Linked DNA regions of Mus musculus: region 1 is linked to region 2. A link is a contact called in public HiCAR-type data. All regions are on one chromosome and are shown on one strand. The core of a region is the stretch at or near the end of the contact, and the rest is flanking DNA. Distances in the headings are between cores, read along the strand shown.

What was found. HiCAR-type assays count read pairs that join an accessible place to other places.
Region 1: a HiCAR-type map of embryonic stem cells shows a contact between it and region 2, with 3 times the contacts expected there. The contact joins the promoter of Pla2g1b here to the enhancer-like site in region 2. A contact is called at or near these places in 4 of 39 promoter capture datasets (the SN4741 cell line, cranial neural crest, embryonic stem cells and 1 more), 10 of 115 datasets of contacts at active chromatin or transcription factors (T-cell acute lymphoblastic leukemia, embryonic stem cells, epiblast stem cells and 2 more) and 2 of 9 other capture datasets (embryonic stem cells and liver).

The regions. Positions count from the first base shown.
Region 1 is chr5:115,461,666-115,468,187 of GRCm38.p6, forward strand. It overlaps Pla2g1b (phospholipase A2, group IB, pancreas), which reads left to right and starts at 4,477. Exons shown (of 4, transcript NM_011107.2): 1 at 4,477-4,655. The coding sequence starts at 4,622.
Region 2 is chr5:115,146,704-115,154,032 of GRCm38.p6, forward strand. It overlaps Mlec (malectin), which reads right to left. Exons shown (of 5, transcript NM_175403.3): 2 at 4,113-4,291; 3 at 3,505-3,681; 4 at 3,366-3,423; 5 at 1-1,441. The coding sequence ends at 1,212. Among named protein-coding and RNA genes, the nearest start is that of Mlec, 7.8 kb to the right of the region's middle. Within about 2 kb of position 5,903, at least 66 of the 459 cell types and tissues checked have an H3K27ac peak or open chromatin away from gene starts, as enhancers often do. A contact at or near this core is called in T-cell acute lymphoblastic leukemia and embryonic stem cells, where this site is marked.

The sequences.
Region 1 (6,522 bases), core at 3,227-5,726, 310 kb after region 2:
ACTGGACCCTTGTCTGCAATTCCAGCTTTGTGGTCCTTGCTCCCTGTCCCCAGAGGTGTGTCATCCTCTCTGCTTCGTGTGGTCTCCAGCAGTTCTGGGAGGGGACCAGATCTATGGACCCTTTGGAGATCATCACCCATGTACGCGGAGGTGGGAGGTTTTGATGATGTAGCTGTTTGGGCTGGGGGGCACCCAGGTTCCTGTAAGTAAGCCTTGTGAACTCACAGGCTCACCACGTTAGCCTCTGGCAGAGTCATTCCTGTAGGCTGTTGTTAGTATGTCATAGAAAGTAAGTAGATGTTAGTTCACAATGCCCCCAGGAAATCATGTGACATTTGTCATTGATTGTGCTTTTCTGTACCCACCAGGACAGATTTTTTTTCTACAGGTTTGGGGGAGGGGTGTGTGTGTGTGTGTGTGTGAGAGAGAGAGAGAGAGAGAGAGAGAGAGTGACAAGGTATCTTAGGTATGGAACCCAAGTCTAAAAGTAAAATTCATGTATCATCTATAAATACTCATATATGTAATCTGGAAGTAATAAGTAATTTTATTTATTTTTTTAAAAGATTTATTTATGCTGGGCGTGGTGGCGCACGCCTTTAATCCCAGCACTCCGGAGGCAGAGGCAGAGGCAGGCGGATTTCTGAGTTCGAGGCCAGCCTGGTCTACAAAGTGAGCTCCAGGACAGCCAGGGCTATACAGAGAAACCCTGTCTCAAAAAAAAAAACCAAAAAAAAAAAAGATTTATTTATTTATTTTATGTATAGGAGTACACTGTAGTTGTCTCCAGAAGAGGGTGTCAGATCCCATTGTAGATGGTTGTGAGCCACCATGTGGTTGCTGGAGATTGAACTCAGGACCTCTGAAAGAGCAGTCACTGCTCTTAACCACTGAGATTTCTCTGTGTAGCCTGGCTGTTCTGGAAATAGGTTCTCTAGACCAGGATGGCTTCAAACTCAGAAATCTGCCTGCCTCTGCCTCCCATGTGCTGGGTTTAAAGCCATGCACCCCCCCCTCACTCCCCACGCTGGGTTTTGAATTTTAATTTTTTAATGTGTGTTCTGTATGCACGTATGTATGTGTACCATGTACCTGCCTGGTTCCCTTGGAGGCCAGAAGAGGATATCAGATTTTCTGGAACTGGAATTATAACAGTTGTGGGTGCTATGTGGGTGCTGGGAATTGAACCTGGGTCCTCTGGAAGAACAGCCAGTGTTCTCAACCCCTGAGCCATCACTCCGGCCTGTAGGTTTGAATAAGAATATTCAGCATGCATGCAAAAGTTCCAGATGAAAAAAACCCACGGGGACACACAGTGGATTAGTTGTTGCTAGGAATTGGGAAGAAATCATTACCAGTGGGAGCAAGGTTTCTTCCTGGGATGATGGAAGTGGAAATTTGAAGGTTCTTTGGAAAGTCGGTTGGATGGTGTTTTACTAGGGCAGACATGAAGGAGTGGTTTGTTAAAGTGGACACAGGTGTGAAAGGCTAAGGCGGACTTGTGAAGGAACGTTTTGCTGAAGCAGACACCAGAGAGAGGGCTGCTGTGCTAATGCAAGCATGTAAGAGGACACATGATAAGGATTCCTCACTAACAAGATGTACGTCTCGGTCCCCCTTACACTGCATAGCTGAGCTGCATTTGTCCAGCCTCCATAGAGAGAAACGCACCAAGAAACACTGGTGGTGTGCTGTGGCTTGCTGCTTTCCCAGACTCAGGGTGATTGGCAGAGTGATGTCAGCTAAGACAAGACCTTGGAAGACACATGATGCTGGGAGCGAGTATGAAAGGGACTCTATGGGGCTGGTGAGATGGCTCAGTGGGTAAGAGCACCCACCCAACTGCTCTTCCGAAGGTCCGAAGTTCAAATCCCAGCAACCACGTGGTGGCTCACAACCACCCATAATGAGATCTGATGCCCTCTTCTGGTGCAAGCTACAGTGTACTTACAAGTAATAAATAAATAAATAAATAAATAAATAAATAAGTCTTAAAAAAAAAAAAAAAAAAAAAAAAAGAGCCGGGCGTGGTGGCGCATGCCTTTGATCCCAGCACTTGGGAGGAAGAGGCAGGTGAATTTCTGAGTTCGAGACCAGCCTGGTCTACAAAGTGAGTTCCAGGACAACCAGGGCTACACAGAGAAACCCTGTCTCGAAGAAAAAAAAAGGGGGGGGGGACTCTATGGGGTAGGGGTAGGGGTCCTGATGAGATGGCTCAGTGACTGCTCTTCCAGGTCTTGAGTTCAATTCCCAGCAACCACATGATGGGTCACAACCATCTGTAATGGGATCTGACGCCCTCTTCAGGCAAGTGGATGCATATGCAGCAGAGCACTAATACATGCAATAGAATTAAATAATTTTTTTTAAAAAGGACTCTGAGGGCAGTGATGGAAGCTGAGCTAGACTTACTAAGCTAGAAATTTAAAGAATTTGTTCACCCACAAAATTCGTTCACCCCTTTAATCCCAGCACTTGGGAGGCAGAAGCAGGCAGATTTCTGAATTAGAGGCCAGCCTGGTCTCCTGGTCTACAGAGTGAGTTCCAGGACAGTCAGGGCTATACAGAGAAACCCTGTCTCAAAAAAAAAAAAAAAAAAAAAAAAAAAAAAAAAGTTCCCAAGTTCTAGTCTGTAGGCGTTTACAGACTATACATTAACTGCTAAGTCCTTGACTGTTCCAAGAGTCATTCTGGTCTGATTCCACATCTCCAAAATTTTCTCACAAACCTGCACTGGGAAGCAAAAATATGATGTTTTCAGAGTGGGAAGAAACTAAGATGCGTGGCTTGGAGTTTGACAGACATAAGCATGAACCAACCTTGCCTTGCTTACTCACAGTCTGTGACCTTAGGCAAATTATTTCACCTCTCTGAACGCCTTTCCTCATCTGTAGAGGGCATGGTAGATAGAACCATTCAATGACACCGCCCCCACGCAAACCCAAGCATTCCAGACACAAAGGCAGGAGTCATCTCCACCCTGCCTTCCTCCCCGACTTCTTACGGTGTCTAACAGGATAGTTGCCCCAGGTCCCTTGAAGCTAGGCTAAGGAGCCGTGCGAGGAGGCAGGAGTATCAGAAGCTCAGGGTCAGGCTTCAGGTTAAGATCATACCGCTGTGGCAGAGCACCAAGTTCCATTCCCAGCATTCACGTCGGTGGCTCAGAACCCCTGTAACTGACTCCCTCTTCTGGTCTGTGTGGCGTCTGCACTCTCACATGCACACACAAGGGAGCTAGTGAGATAGATCGCGCTTAAGAGCGCTGGCTGTGCTGAGGTTTTCATCTTTGCCCGTCTATTGTAATGCAAAGTGCGAGCCCCCAATACCTCTGACCCTGCCCCAACTTATTTCTGATTGGTAAATAAAGATGCAGACAGCCAATAGCTGGGCAGAAGAGACATACGTGGGGTTTAGGTGTTTAGGTTTCCCACTCTTGGGGTCAGAGAAGAAGGAGAGGAGAAGAGGAAGGAGAGGCCATCTTTGGTTAGGAAAAAGGGAAAACGTCACCACGTGGGCTGACCAATTGGAGATAAGAGCAGTCCAGATGAAATATAGTAAGTAATAACTCGGGGTTATCGATAGGAAGGTAGATTCTAATAGCCCAGAGGGTAGGCAGCTGCCCAGCAACTATGCTGCTTGAAGCTTATTGTTGTGTGTGTTCCGGAGTCTAAATGGTCTAAGGTGGGGTAGAAACCTTGGGCCTGGGGCTGGCGAGATGGCTCAGCGGGTAAGAGCACCAACTGCACTCCCGAACGAACTGAGTTCGAATCCCAGCAACCACATGGTGGCTCACAACCACCCATAATAAGATCTGATGTTGGTGTCTGAAGACAGCAACAGTGGACTTATTATAATATAATAAATAAATCTTTGGGCCAGAGCAAGCGAGGCCGACCAGAGCGAGCAGAGGTCCTAAAATTCAATTCCCAACAACCACATGAAGGCTCACAACCATCTGTACAGCTACAGTGTACTCATATACATAAAAATAAGTAAATAAATATCTAAAAGAAAGAAAGAAACCTCGGGCTGAGATTTAAAGTAATTTCTACAACAGGCAGTCTGTTCTTTCAGAGGTCTGAGTTCAATTCCCAGCAACTACAAGGTGGCTCATGACTGTCTGTAAAAGGGATCTGATGCCCTCTTCTGGACTACAGGTGTACCTGCGGACAGAGCACTCATACGTAAATGAGTGCATTTTTAAAAATATATTTTTTTTTAAATCTAAAAAAAAAAAAATTTAAGGCTATCCTCAGCTACACAGCAAGATTGAGGCCAGCCTGGGCTAGAAACCTTGTCTCAAAAAAAAAATTAATAAAGTAAAGAGGAGTTCAAAGATGTCCCATGAGTTCCAGGGCAACCTGAGACTTGTCATAATGGGGTTAGGGGGAGTAGTAAAGGATTCCAAGATCTGGAAACCATCCCCTTGGGGAGGAAGTGCCAGGCGCAAATCTGTGGCATTATTTTCTCTTACAGGCAAATCCCTCTGTGTTGTTCCCCCGATAGACCAAGGCCAGCCCAGAGTGGCTAAGAGCAAAGCAAACAGCCTTATCTTGGGAGCGTGGGGCCCCATGTATAAAAGAGGGAAGTCACTGGAGTTCTCCCCTCACTCCTTCTGAAGATGAAACTCCTTCTGCTGGCTGCTCTGCTCACAGGTAGGCCCCTCTGTCGCCTCTCTCTGAGCACCTTACGGTCTCCCTCTTCTCCAATGCCTCCCTCCCACTGGTCACGCTGGAATTGTTTGGCATTCTCCTTAGGGTCTAATAGCCTCTGGGTTGGGGTCTCCTCTTCACCCCAGTGTTCAGGACAGCTGGTGCTTTTCGACCTCTGGGTCTGAACTCAGATGACCCCTTAGAAAATGCTCCCTCATTTGCCTACCCAAGCAAAGGAAGCCCCCTTCTGCCTCTGATGTCTTCTTGCCCTGGCACCACTTTCCTTGGCCTTGCCAGTGCCCTAACAACTTTTCCTTTTCTTTTTCTTTAAAAAAAAATTTTTTTCCCCAAGTAGTACTAATGTCTTTAATCCCAGCTCTCAGAAGGCAGAGGCCAGCAGATCTCTGTAAGTTCGAGGCCAGTCTTGTCTACAAAGCAAGTTTCAGGACAGTCAGAGCTACACAGAGAAACCCTCTCTCTCTATATATAGATATAGATAGGGTTTCTTTGTATAGTCCTGGCTGTCCTGATATATATATATATATATATCATTATGTGTCTGAGCGTTTTGCCTGCACATATGGTATATATTGTGTGAGCAGTGCCTGCAGAGACCAGAAGAAGGGTCAGATCCTGTAGCACTGGAGTTGTAAATAACTATGAGCTGCCTGCCATATGGGTGCTAGAACCAGACCTGAATCCCATGGAAGGAACGAAAGTGTTCATGACTTCTGAGCCATCTCTCCAACCGACCCCCTTATCATCATCACCATCAATAGTAATCATTATTATTTTATTGATATGACCTTGCTATATGGCTCAAGATGTCTCCTCTCCACAGTATAGCCCAGCCTTGGGACCCTCCTCTCTCAGCCTCTGAAGTGTTAGGATTCCATCTGTGCCTGGCTTGAGTCTGCAATTTTTGTTTTATTTTGTTTTGGTTTTCGAGATAGGGTTTCTTTGTATAGTCCTGGCTGTCCTGGAACTCACTTTGTAGACCAGGCTGGCCTCGAACTCAGAAATCCGCCTGCCTCTGCCTCCCAAGTGCTGGGACTAAAGGTGTGCACCGCCACCACGCCCAGCTGATTCATTTACATATTCAGGCACCATCTGCATACAGGCATTACATCCCCAGCTCCGTGAACAGAAACAGATTTGGGCCCTGTGCACGGAGTCACCTGTAGTTGGCACGTAAGTCGTTTCTATTCACCCAGCAATGATTGAGACCTGCAATCAGGCTGTAGACTGAGCCTCAGAGATAAAAGCGTCGTGTGCCTGTTCCAAAAGCACATGTGTTTGCGCACACGCGCACACTCTGTGCGTTAGTTATGACTGTGTCTAGCTTCTGTAAAGCATATGTCTAGCTGTGTCACCTAGGGATACAGCCCCTACTTACTGCCACCACAGGGGTCACCCACATCGTGGGAAAAGCCAGCTGCTCCCTTTCTTTGTCCCTGGGGTCTCCCCACAAATGGTTAGCCAGAATGAGCCCAAAAATAGAGTAAGCAGGGCAGGGTCTTACGCGCCCTTGATCTCCACGCTCAGGAGGCTGAGGCAGGAGGATTTCTAGTTTGATGTCAGCCTTGTTTACATAGGAAGACCCCATTGTGGTGCTCACACTCATCATTCTAGCTCTCCAGAGGCTGAGGCAGAAGGATTGTCATGAATTCAAGGCCAGCCTATTTTTACAATGTTAGCTCCTGTCTCAGAAAGAATGAATAAAGGAGGCCAAGCAAGGTGCTGCTGCGTGCCTTCAATCCCAGCACTAGGGAAACAGAGGCAGGAAACTGTGAATTCAAAACCAGCCTGGTCTACAGAGTGAGTTCATGCCAGCCAGGACAGTATAGTGAGTGAGACCTTGTCTCAAAAA
Region 2 (7,329 bases), core at 4,653-7,152:
GCCAGTCTCAGTTCTTTGGGGTGACTCTAGGCATAAGCCTAAACTAGCTGAAAGAGGACAGAAGACACAGGGACAGATGGACATCAGATTCTGGACATTCTAAACAGTGGTCAGTCACTTAGCAGGGCTCAAGTCTCTGAGGTTGCTAACATAAGCCTTTTCTAATCCAAAGACCAGAAGAGACTTTTAAGGTCAAGTGTTCTGTTGCTGCAGGCTGGAAAGCATCCCTGTCCCTGGCAGCAAGACCCTATGGAGGGGCCAGTAAGAGTTGCTGGCTCAGGAATTCAGGGAGGGAGGTACCAACAAGGTGAGGTGGTGGAGGGTCAGACACCCCAGCAGAGACCACTCCAATCTCCTGTCTCCTGCCCAGTTTTGACAATAACTTAGCTCTATGGTTAAGAAGTGAGAAATTTCAAATGAACCAGATTAAGAGAAAAATCAAGAAGAAATCAAGTCCTCAACAGGCACTAAAATCAAAACAATTTGTTGTAGTAACAAGCTGTTGGTGATTTGAGGACCTGACATACACTAGTCGTCTTGGATACCAGACAGTCCTCTAACTGGCACACATCAGGATGAGAGATGACAATGAAGATACATCAACAGATTAACCCAGACGACAGGCTTCCCAGGAAGGAAGCGCTGACTTTCTCTTCCACGCCTTTGTCTTTACCGTCCCACTTATCTACCTCCACACACACACTTGGAATACCATGACTGCTGAAATCACATCTGGACAGAAACTCAGAACACACCCAACTCCAGTGCGGTCTTTCCAGGTTATGTGACATTTTCCTGCTGTTTGTTAATGTCTAACCTAAAAAAACCAAGGAAGTGTGACTGCTCTGAGTTCAGAGTCCTTCCTACTAGGTATATAATGAGGATCCTCGGAGAGGAAGGATCCTCTCCCTAAGTACCCCAGAGAAAGAGAGCTGGGGTGGGGCCAGCTAGGCAGAGCAGGACTGAGCACTCTGCAACCTGTGTTGGTGGGGTGACCCCACTCTCTCTGCTTTTCTTATCTCTTTCCGTGTGTGTGTGAGCACATGTGTGTCTGTGTTTGTGTGTGTGTGTGTGTGTGTGTGTGTGTGTGTGTGTGTGTGCGCTGTTTGATTTGTTTTCTCTTTTCCTAAACACTGTGAAGATTACAGAAACCAAAGTGTCTGGTTTCTCGCACACTCCCTCCACCCTGCTGAGGATGGCCATTTGTCCTCTCACAAGCGGCAGAGGCAGAAGAGGGTTGGAATGAACACTCCGAAGGCCACCAGGATAGGGAACATGAGGCTGCTGTTGTCCGAGGCATAGGGGTTAGGCGTGCGGGGGCCTGACTGCACCCTGTTCTTGTTGGTCTGTCTTTTGAGATTAGACCCCTCATCATATTCCTCCTCCTCCTCCTCCTCTTCTTTCTTTTCCAATCCTGGATGAGGCTGCAGCTTTGGTACATCTAATAGAAAAAAAGAAAAACCCTTTAAGTACACTAAGACCCAGAGCATTTACATGAGAACATTCAGAGCCGTAAATGGGCCACACTAGAGAGACCTCTGTCATCTAACCAGGTCCACAGGGAGGGGTAGAAATGATCTCTAACCTAAACAGCAGGACACAGGAACAGTAGTCAGATTCAGGTTTTACCTAAAAAGCAATACAGGGCCTTCCCCAAAGGAAGGTTCTCTCTCCTTCCTGACTCACTTCTTCAAAGCTCCCAGAGGCCCACAATAGGCAGGGACAGTGATCTGACAGTTAAAACTTATTTCAAAGTCTTCGTCTTCCTTCTGATCCAGATACTGAAGGCTGCCCTACCAGGCTCTGGTTCCCAGCCTCACCACACCTCTGTCCTAACTCCTAAGGAACCCAAGTAGAGCCTGGTGTACAGTGTCACCTTCCTAGAAGATCCATGTCAGCACTGGGCGGGAGGGAAGGTGTTAGGACAAGAGGACGGGCAGAAGGTATGGCCCCACGCTTGAGAGCACTGGCTGCTCTTCCTCTTGGAAGACCTCGGCTCGGTCCCCAGCACCGAGCTGGTGGCTTACAGCCACCATGGCATAACCGCACTTCCAGTTTCTCTTCTGAGTTCTGAGAATACTACACATGTGGTGAATACACAACCCACACACACTAACACACTTGCACAAGTACACGCATACAGACAAAATACTTATACACATAAAATAAGTCTAAAAAAATTAAAGATATGACTTTCCATGTATTCAAGACAAGATGGGAAACAGCACAGAGAGAAGATGGAGGAGAAAACCCAGTAGGATACCAAGTTTTCCCTGCAAAAATCAGCTGGGAGGCTGCAGCAGAGCAATCTAAACCCTGAGCAAGAGATGACCAAGGCTGAACTCCAAGGTCAAGGAGCCACCTGTTATCTCAGGTACTGGAGCTGCACCTAACCAAACCCACAGGGACTCTTTTTTTTTTTTTTTTTTTTTTTTTTAAAGATTTATTTATTTATTATATGTAAGTACACTGTAGCTGTCTTCAGACACTCCAGAAGAGGGCGCCAGATCTTGTTAGGGATGGTTGTGAGCCACCATGTGGTTGCTGGGAATTGAACTCAGGACCTTCAGAAGAACAGTCGGGTGCTCTTATCTGTTGAGCCATCTCACCAGCCCCCCCACAGGGACTCTTATTTTTGTCTTTTTCTCCAAAGGACTAGAGCCCAAACCACAAATGGAACTTAAGACATATTTCAGGTAATTCTAGTACATTTACTGTGCATGCATGTGTGCGTATGTGTGTGCCCATGCATGCACACAAGCCATGGTGGAGGTCAGAGGACAAGTTGTGGGATCAGTTCTCTGTCTATCATGTGGTTCCTGGGATCATATTCAGGTCATCGGTCTTAGCAGCAGAGGTGACTTTCCTGCCAGTCCTCAGGTAATTCTAACTGAGTGAGATAACGGGGAAGGAACCCCAAAAGGGGTCATCACTAATCCCAACTCATAGAGCAGTTTCCACTTTGTCCCAGAGGCAGGGTGTAGGGGTGCACACCTTTACTGCCTGCACTAGGGAGACTGAGGCAGGAGAATCTCTGTGAGTAAAGGACAACAGCTTGGTCTACACAGTGAGTTCCAGGACAGCCAGGACTAGAGAGACTCGATCTCAAGAGGAAAAAAAAAAGATTTTGCCAAAGACTGACTGCTGATTAAACAGTAACAGGCAGGGATGAACACAGACCTGACTTTAACCCTTTGTGGCCAGAACCATGTGATACTTTGTCCTTGTATGTTTGACTGGGAGTTCCCTATGATGTGGCTTTAAATATTTCCCAAACAATGACCAGCTGTATTATCTATCGCAAGCACTCCGCAAGCATACCCTGCAGCACAAGTCACGGAGCAGAAGGTAAAATTCCAACTCACCGTCTACTGTCCCAGCCAGGATGTAGAGTGCACAGACTTTGGGATTGTCATAGTACCCCTAGAAAAGGGAAGGCACAGTCAGGCCACAGGCAGCACATCTTCTCCTCCCTCCCACAGGAGGAGGCCCAGCCGCCGTTACCTTGACAAACTCGATGTATAGCTTCCCTGTGAAGGTGGACACCTCCCCCCGCACACTCAGCTTCCCCTTCCTGATGCTCATCGGGATGATTTCATCATGGGCCGTGCTGTGCCCGACACGGTCAAAGATGTCCAAGTCCTTCACCACCACATGGCCATTCAACCGGACATCAAACACCTTCCCAGAGTAAAAGACAAGACACTGTTAACACCACCAGCTTCAGACCCCTCAAGACATCAGACATGTACCTGCTCGGGCTTCATAACTTAAATTATGACTCTGGACATACTCCAAGGTGACTGTAGTCCTCCACCAGAGCCAACACAGCCATGGCCCTTGGCTGCCAAGGTTTCATGCTGGCCTTACAGGGAGAAAGCAGACAGACTGAACCAGGGACGCCAACGCAGGGGACAAGCTGCTGAGAGTCTGGGAAGGAAGTGAGCAGGAGGTTCCTAAAAGGACCCAAGACAGGTACAGCCAATGGGCAGGGGGAGGACGCTTCTCCAGGGTGGGAGGATCCTCATGGTTTCTACGATGGCTTCAGAGTACTGAACTGTTCAAAAGCAGCAGTGTGCTACTGGCCAAACAGGAACCTCAACACCCCTCACCTTCTGCTGAGACTGTGCAAAGTAGACCTCAGCAAACTTCAACACCAGCACATAGTCGCCCTCCTCCTTGACGGGTACTTCGTAGCCAAAGGTCTCTTCATTGTACCGCTCTGTCTGATATAGGATCTGGTCCTCCGGGGTGGAGCGCAGGATCGGCAGTTTCATGCCATAGTCCGAGGCTAAGGAAAATACAAAGAGAAGGCACATCAGAGGCAGGATGAGGAAGAGTGGAGACCCGGTAGAGGCATTGCCAGGGCAACACTCTAGTAACTCTCCCAGCAGAAGGGGCCACTCCCTCTGCATCTGGTTCTAAAGAGTTCACACAGAGACAAGAATCAGATAGCTGCTGACATGGAAGAGAAACATCAAAGAAACCAAACAGGAATCACGTCAGCAGAACTTTAAATTTAGTTCCTGGGCATGCTGGGAAAGGGTGGGAACGAGCGTAAAGGGAATGAGGTGCTGCAGAGATCATCAAGGAGAGCCTCAGGGAAAACCTCCTGAGACCAGGGACCAACCAGCAACTCTCCTCAGTTGTAATGGGTTTTCGGTCTAAAGCAACCAGGCTATCTGTCAGGGAAGCCGCTTACTCTTACGTTTACTACATTACTCACAACAAAGAATAAACTAGCTGGAGTTTTTGTTGTTTTTCAAAAATTTTATTGAAAAAAGTTCCCAAGCTGGCAAAGAAAAACAGGCTCGTAAAAGAGGGGACGGTGTTCTGCAACTTCCTCCAGCTGCAACTATCTTACATGACTGAGTTCACCTCCGCTGCCCTTTCCACCACCGCCTCGCTCGATTAAACCAACCAGAGAAATGTTCTACCCAGGTTCCGCTCAGTAGCCACTCGGTGCAGCTCCTACTGACACAAGATTAAAGCACTGCACAGTGGTGGGGCCAGCGTGAGGAGCACAGCACCCTGCGTAAGAGTCCACCTTCAGAAGACCGACCAGCTTAAGAGCCGCCTCCCTCGTTTCTAGGACTGACACCAAGGATAAAGGAAGGACTGGAGAGGTGGCTCAGTGGTTAAGAGCACCCTCTGCTCTTCCAGACGTCCTGAGTTCAATTCCCAGCAACCGTATGATGGCTCACAGCTATTTGTAATGAGATCTAATGCCCTCTTCTGGTGTATCTGACAGCTACAGTGTACTCACATACGTAAAATAAATAAATCTTAAAAACAAACAAACAAAAAAAAAAAACAGAGAAATCCTCTACAGCCCCCAGTCTTCTTGGTAACGAGCTGTAAATGTGCTCCCCCCCCCCCCCAAAAAAAAAACCAAACAAACACTAAACTCCGGTCTTCCCAAACATATACCACCCTCCAGTCCCAGGCCATGAGTACTCATGCGTCCTGACAAGAATGTTGGGCTCTCTTTAGCACACACACAATGAGGCTTATCAACATTCCATAAAATCTCCCCTTCCCCCAACTGCTTTCTCAACTCCAACTGAAGATTTTAAGCCTACCTTCCCCCTGAAGATACCTGACACCTGGATCCTTTGACAGACGGGCAGATCAGCCAGGACCACACCACCCTGAACATGTCTGAGCTCATCTGACTCACTCCTAAGAACATAGCCCAAGAGCTCTGTCCTCCAAATCACCATCATTTCAAAGAAAAGGACCCGACAAAAGGTGAAAGATGAGCTAAAAGTTCCAGTGGCTAAGGTCAAGCCCTTAGAAAAATAAACATAACTGTTAACAGTTCCTGTAAGTGACATTAGCCTTGTGATCAGTTGCACAGGGGAGACAATGGGGCAGGAAACTCACTGTAGTTTTGTCTTCAGACTCTCCTCCCTGTATCTCCTCAGGAAATCAAAGACACATGGCTTCCAAAGGATGTGGGGCTAACACACTCTCGATCCTTCCCAAACTCAAAGGCTGCTCAGGACACACACACCTATGCAACCTGAAAGGCTATTTCTCCTCCAGCTGAGTGCTAAGAATTTCCTTCTCCCAGGAGGGCAGAGAGACGCTTGCAAATCTGGAACATCAGCTAGCTGTCGGTTATTGTTCGAGCCACAGAAAATGTTGTGCGTGTGTGGACTCCACCCCCATCCCCTCACTGAAAAGAAAACTTGAGAAACCAGAAGCAGTGTTGCCTGCAGCAGCCTCAGCCCCACAGTTCAGAAAACTGCCAAGTGAGCGAGACTTAAACAATCTGGGATTCACTTTTAAGCCCAAGTGGCTGTCCTAAGAGACCTGCCACAAAGTCCCAGGAGACAGAGTTGCAAAAACAGGATTTTTCTTCCCTTACTAGCCTTTACACACCAACAGCTAAGCAGGTTTCTTTAACATAGAATGAGTGGACAGTCAGCACACTGCTGAAGCCGGCACAGCACAGCTCACTTAACCAGAAGGAAGGAGGCCACAGGGCCTACATTTTATCTGCTCCTAGGGCAGCCAGGCTCACTGGAAAATTCAACCCAGCTCGGAGTAAGACAGGCCTGGATTCGAATCCTGACCCTATCATCTACTAAGTGATGCTGAACTAACTAGTTGTTTCTTTTAGGTCCATTTCCTCAACTGCAGTATGAGGTCATCACCCATCCACAGAACTGCAGAGGCGGTGAGCCACCTGGAAAAATCTTAGCAGATTGTCCCACATGGAGACAGACAAAAGATAAACATGTAGAAATGCCCACTGGGCAGACACAGGCAGTAAAGAAAATACCTCTGCTCTGGGAGTTAGAAACGGGGTAGCTGCGCCAGCAACAGCAGGCAGGCAGGGCAGAGTGCTAGGAGCTACAAGTCAGCCTGCACTGCAGAGCTAGCTTCAGGCAAGCAGGGCTGCACAGTGAGTTCCTGTCCACATACATACATACATACATACATACGAAAGCAGATCGAAAGGAGGCAAAGGAAATGAATTGGAAAGCTGTAGCTGAAATGAAAGTCTGGAACCAGCAGGAACACATGGGCAGGACCCACTATAGAGTGCCAAGTACACCTGTGACCCCAGCACTCAGGAGGCTGAGGTAGGAGGGTGCCACAAATTCAAGGCCAGTCTGGAGTAGAATGAAGCCTGCTTAAAAACAAATAAATGAATTGCTTCCTCTAGGCCCTCTGACCACTAGATTTTTTTTTTTCTCAATCATTTTGTTTGTTTGTTTTCGAGTCAGGGTTTCTCTGTGTAGCCCTGGCTGTCCTCGAACTCAGAGATCCGCCTGCCCCTGCCTCCCAAGTGCTGGGATTAAAGGCGTGTGCCACCGC